Linked DNA regions of Cydia pomonella: region 1 is linked to region 2. The links are chromatin contacts, called in public Hi-C maps. All regions are on one chromosome and are shown on one strand. The core of a region is the stretch at or near the end of the contact, and the rest is flanking DNA. Distances in the headings are between cores, read along the strand shown.

What was found. A called contact is a pair of places that touch in the nucleus more often than the background predicts.
Region 1: a contact with region 2 is called in a Hi-C map of whole body, with 6 times the contacts expected there. The contact joins the promoter of LOC133527487 here to the promoter of LOC133527585 in region 2. A contact is called at or near these places in 2 of 2 Hi-C or Micro-C datasets (both in whole body).

What each region holds. Positions count from the first base shown.
Region 1 is chr18:12,144,006-12,149,985 of ilCydPomo1, forward strand. It overlaps LOC133527487 (membralin), which reads right to left and starts at 2,499. Exons shown (of 11, transcript XM_061864512.1): 1 at 2,407-2,499; 2 at 1,322-1,863. The coding sequence starts at 1,800.
Region 2 is chr18:11,821,030-11,826,463 of ilCydPomo1, forward strand. LOC133527585 (dystroglycan 1) reads right to left here and starts at 3,162. Exons shown (of 20, transcript XM_061864645.1): 1 at 2,925-3,162.

The DNA of each region.
Region 1 (5,980 bases), core at 1,249-3,748, 320 kb after region 2:
ATGTCATATAGCAATATTCTTTCCTGTATGTAATGTTCTTACAATATTTTATCCCATGTATTTGTGGGTATTTATTTACACAAGGTGCTTCTTTTTACCAATGCTGTTAAACAAGAAATGCAGATGGTAATGAAATAGCAATAAAAATAACTGGATTAAAATAATGGAAGCCCTTATTTTAAACAATACCCTTTGAAATTTTCTTAATCAATGGACTGTATTCATTATTGCAAAAATCTCAACTTCAATGACATTGAAGTACAATTGCAACCTTCTGACTCAACTCTAATAGGCTTAAACAAAATCACTTAAATGTCAGGGTCATCTTGCAAGACATATGCAAACTTGAGTACTAGGGCACTTGTATATGATTGTTTGATTTGAGAGGTGTCAAGCATCTTATTTAGACAAAAAATATGTATTGTGAAAATCAGATAAACAAACATTTTCACAATTTTTTTCTTGGCTGGAAAATCATCTTTTGATACAATATTTGTCTCAGCCTTTTGTGTGTTGTCACAAATTCAAAAAATGTGGGTTCAAATGTGTTGTGCGAGATAGAGCACAGAAAAATTCCCACCAAAATGTTGTAAAATGCTAATAATTCGGTCAGGATCCTTACCATACACGGGCAAGAGGTTAAACTAATAACACTAATACACAACATTATGTACATATACATCTAGATATTGACTAGCTATACTGTCATTTTTCCATAATTTATTATTATTTCATTATCTATTTGACATTGTGAAGAATTTATTAAGTATTGATTTTTGATGATGATTCATATGTACCTATATTTCTAGACATTTTATAATTGTATGTAATAAATTTTCTTTGTTGATCATAATATAAATTATACAGATTAGTAATATATATATTATATTGTAATTTCATATTTTGAAATAATTCCAAATCTGTAGTATTTCTAGTTATGTGTTAATATTACACTACATGATTGTAGACACTAAATAAGGTAAATTTAGTCAGCCCTGTTTTGTACCTAGTTTGTAGTTCTGTTTTGTAGTCTTACCATGACTGACAATGACATATGCACTAACATGAGCATAACTTACTTTCTATGCATCTTGGCCGTATTGGAATTTCAGTACAAGCGAGTTGTATAGAAATTAAGTACGCAGTAAGTTACAAATATGTCAGTTTGACACTGACAAGGCAGTCATGGTAAGGCTACTCATCCATCACTATAATTCCTATAGATTTATACTTGATCACAAATATTTAATATTAAATTCATGCAACTTGTATTTGTTATCTTTGTACAACAAATGAACATAAAATAAAATTAAACACTCACCCTTCAGTAGCCAAAATGCCCAACGTTGGGGTGTCATCATTGTCTTTTTTTAATTTATTCTCCTTAGCATAACTCTGCTCAATAGTATAGTCATGAGCCGGATTCCTTAATATTTCGACCCGCAGTATACCATCTCTAGGCCATGAGTCCTTCACATGGTTCAAACAGGTGGTTGGTGTCCTCGAAAATGCTATATGAATATAAGCAAGCACAAAGAAAGCCACAATTGCTTTTAATAGCACGAGGAACTCAAAGAACCTCCTCACTGGCCTCGGAAATGTCCTTGCATAGGCTACAGCAAATTTAAAAAACAAAGCATGAAACAGCCTTTCTCTCACATTGAATAAAGGATTTTGATTATTATTCCTATTACGATTCATTGTGGCATTCAATATTGGCCCTCCTGGCAGCAAGTTGTTCTCAGGATTCACTCCTGGTGGCAAGTTATTCATTATCTGGGGGCCTCCTGCATTACTCATGGCTTCAACTTTGGTGTACTGGATGGTAAACGCACTATCTCAATCGCATTTTACGCATGCCACCTAGAAGAAGAAATAATAGTAGAACACTTCAGATATTAACCTCCTGTCACTGTTAGAGGACGTAGGTCCAAAAGTTGCCAAATGCGTGGTACAATAACATCGATCGAATCTATGTTTGTTGTCAGGTTTCGATAATTTTATTAATGACGTTGGAATCGCTATCAACAAAAAATATCCATAATCGAAACAGAAGGGACTGACCTCCGTTTAGAAAAAACAGTTTTGAAGATGATAAATACGTTGTTTTACTCAAGGCATGTATTTTAGAGAAACAGCTTTATGGGACGAATAACACTAATTTCAAGTGATAAAATCCTAAGACACAAGCTACTTTCTAGTGTGAAAATATGGATAAATATGTGAAACTGTCAAATTCTTGACATGTCATTGGATACGAGTTGAGAAGATTTTGGATCTTGACCATGGAATGTTTTTAAATAACCATAGACAGAGTTGTTTACTTTCACTAACAAAAAATACTACCATTTTAGATTTAGCTACAGACAAAACTCAGTTGACCAACATGACAAGTTAAATAATTACCGTAAACCGTAAATATTAAGGCGAATGGAATACAATACTTTACAATTTTTTTTTTTTTTCGTTATGTGTTGAGAGTTCATCGGTTATTAAGATTATAAATTATCATGTAATGTTTCTGATGATTCAGAGGCATACCGTTAGATGGCGCTAGTAGACCGAATGACCGTATGTCGATTTGAAACCAAACGCCGCTTAGGTTCTTTGTCTATCATGGCCATACCATACCTACCTCTTTTTAGGGTTCCGTAGCCTAATGGCATAAAACGGAACCCTTATAGTCTGTCTGTCTGTCTGTCTGTCTGTCCGAGGCTTTGCTCCGTGGTCGTTAGTGCTAGAAAGCTGAAATTTGGCATGGATATATAAATCAATAAAGCCGACAAAGTCGTACAATAAAATCTAAAAATTTAATTTTGTTTAAGGTACCTCCCCTACACGTAAAGTGGGGGTGAATTTTTTTTTTAGCTTCATCCCTCTAGTGTGGGGTATCGTTGGAAAGGTCTTTCAAAACTAATAGGGGTTTTTAAGAAACATTTTTTGATAAAGTGAATATATTCGGAGATAATCGCTCCGAAAGAAATAAAAAATGTGTCCCCCCCCCTCTAACTTTTGAACCATAGGTCCAAAAAATATGAAAAAAATCGTGAAAGTAGAGCTTAAGAAAGACATTAAATGAAAACTATAACGGACATGATCAGTTTAGCTGTTTTTGAGTTATCGCAAAAAGTTTTCCCTTCATAGTAAAAAGACTTATTTTAATTAGGTACTGATTATGCAAATTTGCCTATTTGTTTAACTCAGGTGAAAGGTACCGTTTCATCCCTTGTTTAACAATTTACTATACTTTAAGCTCCAGTTTAGCTTATTGTGACGGAAGAGTAACTACGGAACCCTACACTGAGCGTGGCCCGACATGCTCTTGGCCGGTTATTTTATATTACGTCAGTGGCAAACAAGCATACGGCCTGCCTGCCTGCCGTCTCCGTAGCGTATGTACGCCTGCAACTTGCGCGTTGCCGATCCTAACACTCCGCACCCTCGTTGAGCTCTGGCAACCTTACTCACCGGCAGGAACACAAACTATGAGTAGGGTCTAGTGTTATTTGGCTGCGGTTTTCTGTAAGGAGGGACTTCCCCAGTTGGGCTCTGATCTAAATCTGGACCCTGTGCCCTACCACACAAAGCGTGATGACATTCAGAATGCCCATACCTCTCTTTTGGACGTAGTTTAAGGACGTAGCCGGGTCCAAACATGTCTCGATGTCTCTCTGAATCAAATCTTGCAAGTTACACCCATGTGATATATACATGTACCTTCCGAGCATCCCAATTACTCAAGTGACACCCTTTAACCATATAAGGACAATCTGGTGGACCTTTAGTCTTCTTAAATACTCACCTACGCTTTATTCAAAGCTGCATTGCCTATTTCGAAAACTTATTTAAAGCTCTGAATAGATGATTTTGAGAAAAATTAAATCCAACTTCCCAAAGGATATTTTTTCACAGCTTTAATTCCTACGCAAAGGAGCAGCCATTAATTTTACGGATTATTTGTAATACAATAGGGGACTTTTATGCCCGGACACAGCGTGAACATTATGAAGGATCATTGTGTGCACATGTCAGACAAAACCTTTACAGAACCATAGGGTTGACTGACAGCTAAATTGTGCGAGACTCCTTAGAGTTTTTTTTTTTAATTCTATAAAGTTGGAGCTTTGGCTGGGGACGGAATGACATGGTGAAACGATTCGTTAACATTAATGATGTTCACGTGTGATTTAATGGCAGGTTGATTGAGTTGTTATTCACTAACGAGCTAACAGGTTTCTGGAATAGCCTATATTTTATAGCGTAGGCAGTCAGCTCGAAAACGGTTAGTTGTGGTTTGTATCAAATAACTATCTATATTATATAACTATCTATGTTTGGAACCGGGTACGGCCTTACTACGTCCACAAGACAGTCGTCCACAAGACAGTCGCTTTGTGTGGTAGGGCACAGCACAGCGGATGTCATTCCAGATTAGAGCAGAGAACTCCGCAGCCTCTTACCGCAGTCAAATAACATTAGATCCTACTCATAGTATTGTGTTCCTGCCGGTGAGTAAGGTTGCCAGAGCTCAACGAGGGGAGGGAGGGTTGTTAGAGTCGGCAACGCGCATGTAACTCCTCTGGATTTGCAGGCGTACATAGGCTACGGAAACTGCTAACCATCAGGCGGGCCGTATTCTTGTTTGCCACTGACGTAGTATAAAAAGAGATCGCGAAACGACGAATAGAGTAAGTACATACCTAAAAATATGACTCCATTTATAGTACTTACACTACTAATCAATCGGGAAAAATATCTCTTAAGACGAAAGATTTAAGTGAATATAAAATCAATAATTCGTACCCTTGGTGCAATAAAGCCACATGTGACTTTATACCAAAATCGATTTTATCTCGCGAAAGTTACACAAATGTTGTATACTATCAAAAACAAAAATCCTTTTTTCTGTATCTTTATTAGATTCTTAAATAAAGCAAGCGAACACCGACGCATGTGATCAGTTGAAAATGAAATAATGCCGCTACCGCACGTGCGTCGTTGTTTCCCGATGTTACCACAAGCGCCTTAGCTGCGCACGCGACGATGTAAGTTCAGTTGCGTCTGTTTTTTACGGGTCTATGTGGTACTAACATATTTTTTGAAAGAAACGTGTTAATAATGTTTTATTGGTGTTATTTTCTGCTTGTATCATACTGTTATATAACTTAAAAATGGTAGTCACAAAGTCACATATGCCTTTGTTGCACAAAATATTCCCAGCCGCAAATAAACATGTAGCTTTATTAGCCACAAAATATTGATTCGATATATACACTTGCGCCCTTTTTACATGAAATGGATAAACATACATCTTTATTGAATAGTTTAAGCACAGAAAAATGGTATAATTATAGATCCAATCTGCTTAATTTTAATTTATATATCATTATAGATTACCCATAAATACTATAAAGTGATTAGCAGCGCAATTTTGTTTATTTTTATTTTCACTTCGCATGTAGTAATGATAGTGGGTGAAAGAAATTGTAGCTTTTTTAGGGATATTTATGTACGTATTTCCGAATTGAAAAAAAAACGCACTATAGGATCTCTCGTGGTATGTCTGTCTATCTGTCTGTCACAGCGAATTTACCCTTATTTTCTACGGCACGCACGTGACATATATGTATATTTCTAAGTTAAACATGGACAAGTACCAAACGCAAATAAAATAAAATAAAAGTATAGGCATCAATTAGTAAATAATATTGCGTGTAATTTTAATTATAGTAAAGTTTTAAATTATACTGAAATGTAGGTAATACCTATTATGATTTAGTATGCAACCGGGTGTCTTTATATATCTTATATGTATTTATTTAAATAACAGCACTACTGGCATGTTACCATTATGCATAAGGTATTATGAATATTAAATATTCATTATCTCTATTTACGCCGCTAATAAATATAATGTCAATATATCGCATTCCTTTCTTGAGAAATGACATACACAAAATGAAGGTGATAGTGTTCATTC
Region 2 (5,434 bases), core at 1,912-4,411:
CATTTTTGAAACCTGTAGTAACCGCAGTGTTTACTTGGAGGTGAAAATTTTGTCATCTAAAATTTTTTTACAATTTTTAATTGTAATCAATATTCGTTGAACTCTAACCTAATAGATATATAACTACATACCATCTTTGAAATAATCTCCTCCATACAAAGAAAAAAAAAATCATTAGATACTTATGGGTATCATGTACAGGTCAGAGAACCTATCACATGCACCTTACCAACTATTTAATGATTTTGAAAGCTTATAAACATATTATGTCCCTGTTCCTTTACCACAAGGCATTAGCTTTAGCGGTCTTACCCACATGTGTACCACAGAGAGAGTAGTGTAATTCAAGTATTTCATACCCAGTCCATCTGGCTTGTTACAATTTTAAGGTGAAATATAATCCTAATGGGCTAGATATTTGCGCCGTTTGGCGTCGAAACTTTGGGACCATGGGGGCCCAGCGCAAAATACCCATATGAAGAGATTTCCCAATGCCTCGTGGATGTCTCAGATGACCAAAGGGCTGGCAGCTACTTCCGCGAGAGATAAAGTCTAGACATCCAAAGAGGTAAACACAGTCTCAGGGCACCTTAACACATTATAATTCTAAATTTTATAAACAAGGTATAACAGGAAGATGAGTTTTAATTATTAGTTAGTTCATGTAACTTTATTTACTGTATTATCGTCTTATGTTGTCCCAATAAATAATAAATAATTCATCCTAACATGTTGTACTTCACTTTTCTATATAACTTCTTAATTATTGGTCAACAATTCAACTAGCTATTTAGAGTGTTCTCTTAACTTCTGGCCAACAGGATAATTATTCCTTTTTCCTTATAATGTTATCAGGTATGTAAATTGTTTCCTGCAATTAATAAAAACTATTGTGAATGTATTAATTTTATTCCTTAACTAAAATATATTTCCTTAAGTAATGTTAGAATTATCATTGTTAAAATAACTATGTCACTCAATATACTCTCAATATCATCCCAAAGTGTCCGCTCCCTTGAGTGTTGCTATATAGTTTACATTGTATTTCATCACATATGAGAAATAGATTGAGTACTGTTGGCTTAGCAGTAATCCAGTCTGTGTGGGAAAAGAAGAGTCATAGAATGTATTGACTCCCATACATTTCACAACTCTTCTCTTTCCACACAGACTCTAGTAGGTTGTAGGTGTGACACTTCTTAACCAAGCACTGTTGGCTTAGCAGTAATAGGAGTAGGTGTGACACTTCCAAACCAATTACTGTTGGCTAAGCAGTAATAGTAGTAGGGGTGACACTTCCAAACCAAAGGTTGTGGGTTTAATGTGTTTAAACCATGTCACCTATTCAAGCGTCTAATGTTGCCTTGTGACAGTTGTGACTACTGCGCTACTACCTATGTGAGTCTATAAATAAATATTTTTTTTTACAAGCTTTCATTTAGTTTCAACAATCCTGTGGTCTGGTGGATCTGTAATCCAAACTTCCAAGTTATATTGACCCACTTCCCATTTTCCGATGAAGCTTAAAATTTTAATACATAATAACTAAGTCCGGTGACAATGCAATATTATGGTACCATCAAGCTGATCTGATGATGGAGACTGGAGGTGACCATAGGAACTCTGTGATAAAACAATACAGACTAATTGTGTTTAGGGTTTTTAGAATTGTCTCGATGAGCATTAGTTGCCTGTGGAAAGAAGAGTACAGTCAGCGAAGCAAAGAAAAGTGTGCACAAAAAACATAATTTTTGTCAGAAACTTATTTCTACCTTATAGATTGCCAACTTTTTCGAAATTAGATAATTTACCAATCACACTTTGTCAAGGATTTATTATAACTATGTCAAGAAAGGCAACTAATCAAAATAATGCCAAGTTTGAAAAGTCATATGTCAGCTCACAGAATAAATAAAATAAATAAATATTTTGGGACAATCTTACACAGATCCACCTAGTCCTTATCTAAGCAAAGCTTGTAACATGGGTAACAGAAGACAATAGACATATGTATATCTTAATACATACTTAAATACATAAACACCCATGACTCAGGAACAACTATCTGTGTTCAATACACAAATAAATGCCCTTACTGAGATTTAAACCTGGGACCATTGGCTTCATAGGCAGGGCCACTACCAAATAGGCAGACCGGTCTGTCATATCAAAAAAGACAATTTTTGGAAATAGATTACCAAAAATTAGAGCTGAAGCGTCCTCAGGATGCACTTGGAAAACTACTTAGATAAGAATGATGAATGAAGTTTTATGATTGAGGTTAAGATAAGCACTTGTATGTATGTTTCTGGTGCTGTCATTGGTACACTACTTAATGAAATTGAAATTACTAATATGGAGAGGGCTTTGCTAAGTTGACTACCTATATGAATTTTCATCCCAATGATGAGAGCCTAAACCAAATACCAATACACAGGTGTTTAATATAAAATTATTAAAGATACAAAGTTAAATAAATAAAAATCTTGGATTTAATGGTGATCAACAAGAGAAAAACTTAGTCTGGAGTTAATACGCTTGGTCTTGGGACTTTGATAGCAACCACTTTTCACAGGAAGTTGGGTCACACTCACACCTGGAATTATTTATTTTAAGTACTCCTTTTGAAAGCAAGGATCAAACCTGCAATTCCGGCCGTAAGGTTTGTAACATACGCGTAAACATTTCTAGTATCAACCCTAACCTTCTGTTTTCAATATTACTACGATGCATTACCCAAACATTAATATTATTATCTATTCCTAGATAAGGTAAGGTATGAATGACCTCACCCAAATACCGAACTTAAGAAACAAAAACCGGCTGAAACTTTAACGTAATCAAGCTGTTATAAATATCTAGGCAGATTTAAATACTTAAGAGTAACATTATTTATAAAAAATAATCAAATTTATAATACTTACACAAATTCACATGACCAAACCCCGGGCTTCTCGAAATGTGTTGACACTGCAGCGTCCGTGTATATGCAGGTTTCTTGTGTTGGTATTGTCTTTAGAAAATGAAATAAGAAGTGTTTTCATTTATAAACTATATAAACACAACACAAATCACACCTGTAAAAAATCACGACAAACCAATCCCCATCCGATCCTGACGTTCCCAACTAGCCACCCTCTCCACTCTACCTCTGCTAACTCTGCTTGATCGCCCTGCGCCCTAACGTAGTGATACCAGCTATAAATTTAAAAACTGCACATTTTGACTGCGATTCAAACGTCAAACGGAAGTATACTGGCTTCACTCATAATTGTTGCGGCGGATTTTGGTCTATCAATTGTATTCATTGCACCTACTTAGCCGGCAATTATCTAAAACCGTATGTGATTCATTGCAAGGTCTGTAGAAGTATACATTAAAATAGCCGAAACAGTGCAAATGTTATAATAAACTTCAAAAACTCATGAAATTATGACGTTTATACAGCCTGGGCTATCAACTATATTATACTACTCTTTGGATGAGATTAGAGTTCCACCTAAGCTGCGAGACCTATTAAAAATTGTGTACAATAACTACGACAGCAAAGTCGTACACGACGGCCTTATTCCGAAGATATCTCCCTATCTTCCTTGCTGTCTCATCGTCTTGAACGGAATTATGCACCACGTAAATGATGGTAAACGCCGATGCATAGAGTGGGGGTTAACTGGTCAGCTGGATGACCTAGATTACGCTGATCACATCTGCCTGCTTAGCCACAAACACGCCGACATGCAAGCGAAACTAGACGACTTACAGCGAGAGGCTAGGACCGATGGGCTAACAATCAACTCCCGGAAGACCCAAGCAATGCGTACGAAGGGGGGAAACCCGCTAGCGCTAAATCTAGGCGCTGAGCAGATAGAGCGAGTACATACATTTACCTGGGTAGCGTTGTGTCAAAAACCGGAGGAACTAAAGAGAACATCACTTCTAGGATACTCAAAGCTAAGGCAACCTTCGCACAGCTTCGTCCTATATGGCGGTCTCGAAAACTGACGAGAGGAGTAAAATTGAAAATTTTCCGATCGAACGTGAAAACCGTGCTGATATATGGATGCAAGACGTGGAGGGTCACTATGGACATCACGCGGCGGATTGTGTTTGTTAACCGGTGCCTTCGACAGATTCTCGGGATATACTGGCCCGAGAGAATATCTAATGTTCGCCTATCAGATACCTGCCGTGAAACTTCGATCGGTCACCAGATCGCGCGCCGCAAGTGAACCTGGATCGGTCACACTCTTAGAAGGGATCTCGACCACATCCCTAATAGGCAAGCCCTAGAATGGACCCTGCATGGCAAGAGAGGATCAGGCCGTCCCAAACAGTCCTGGCGGCGTTCAATGGCATCCGAGTTGACAGCAATCGGGCTATCATGGCCTAAGGCGAAGCACGTAGCGCAGCCCAAGACAGAACGAGATGGCAGCGCACTGTGGACGCCCTCTGTCCCACCTAGGGGACGTAGGACTTTAAGTCAAGTAAGTCTTTGACTATCAAAATCGCTGCCAACTTACACTTAGTTGGGTCTGACTCTATCTGTCTTATGAGCTTATGACAACTTTTTACAGTTGTCACTTCTACTTCCAATGATGATAAACCCGAAAGCTTAATGCAGATTATTTATGACTCAGACAACTATATATATAATATGTAAATACTTAAATACATAGAAAACACTCATGACTTGGGAACAAATATCTGTGCTGATCTGCCGATCACATAAATAAATGCCCTTATCGGAATTTGAACTCATGATCATCGGCTTCATAGGCAAGGTCACTACCAATGCTGCCATTGTTTTGAAAAAAGTATTTATGAGCCAGTTATAGGGAAACATCCCATAATCTGACTTTTGTTCCAAGACTTGAAATATTGAAGATGGCATTGTGTTCTCCTAAGCCTGAGGGAGACTTCTGTGCCATTCTTTCTTTAGGGTGACTATCAAATCAAGTGACAATTGAATGAATGTTACCATACGTATGTAATTAATTATCATTTTCATGAATATAAACGTCGTGAATGAATATAAATTGCGAATACATGAAGTGAAGTTAATTGACTTTATAGATTCACTTGTTTGACAGTACTTACTCCCCTTGTATGAAAGCACCTTGGTTCCGAGAGTTCTAACTGTCCTGGACTTGAGATCGTCGTCTTGATTTGCTTGAAAATTTATAATATTTCTGTCAAATGGCCTCTACAAAACCTCACCGATAATCACATGCGATTTACAATACATTGCGGCCCTACTAAGCCTGCACTGTAATATTCAAAATCGCATATTTATTTCAAGGTCTGTAAATGCCTACATTTAGAGAAAGTTTTCCCCATACTAATTTTTTTTTCCTGGCAATACACATCTGCTTCGTGCTAGCGACACCTATTGTTGAAACAAGTTATTAGTTGGACTACCTTACAAAGAAGTCTT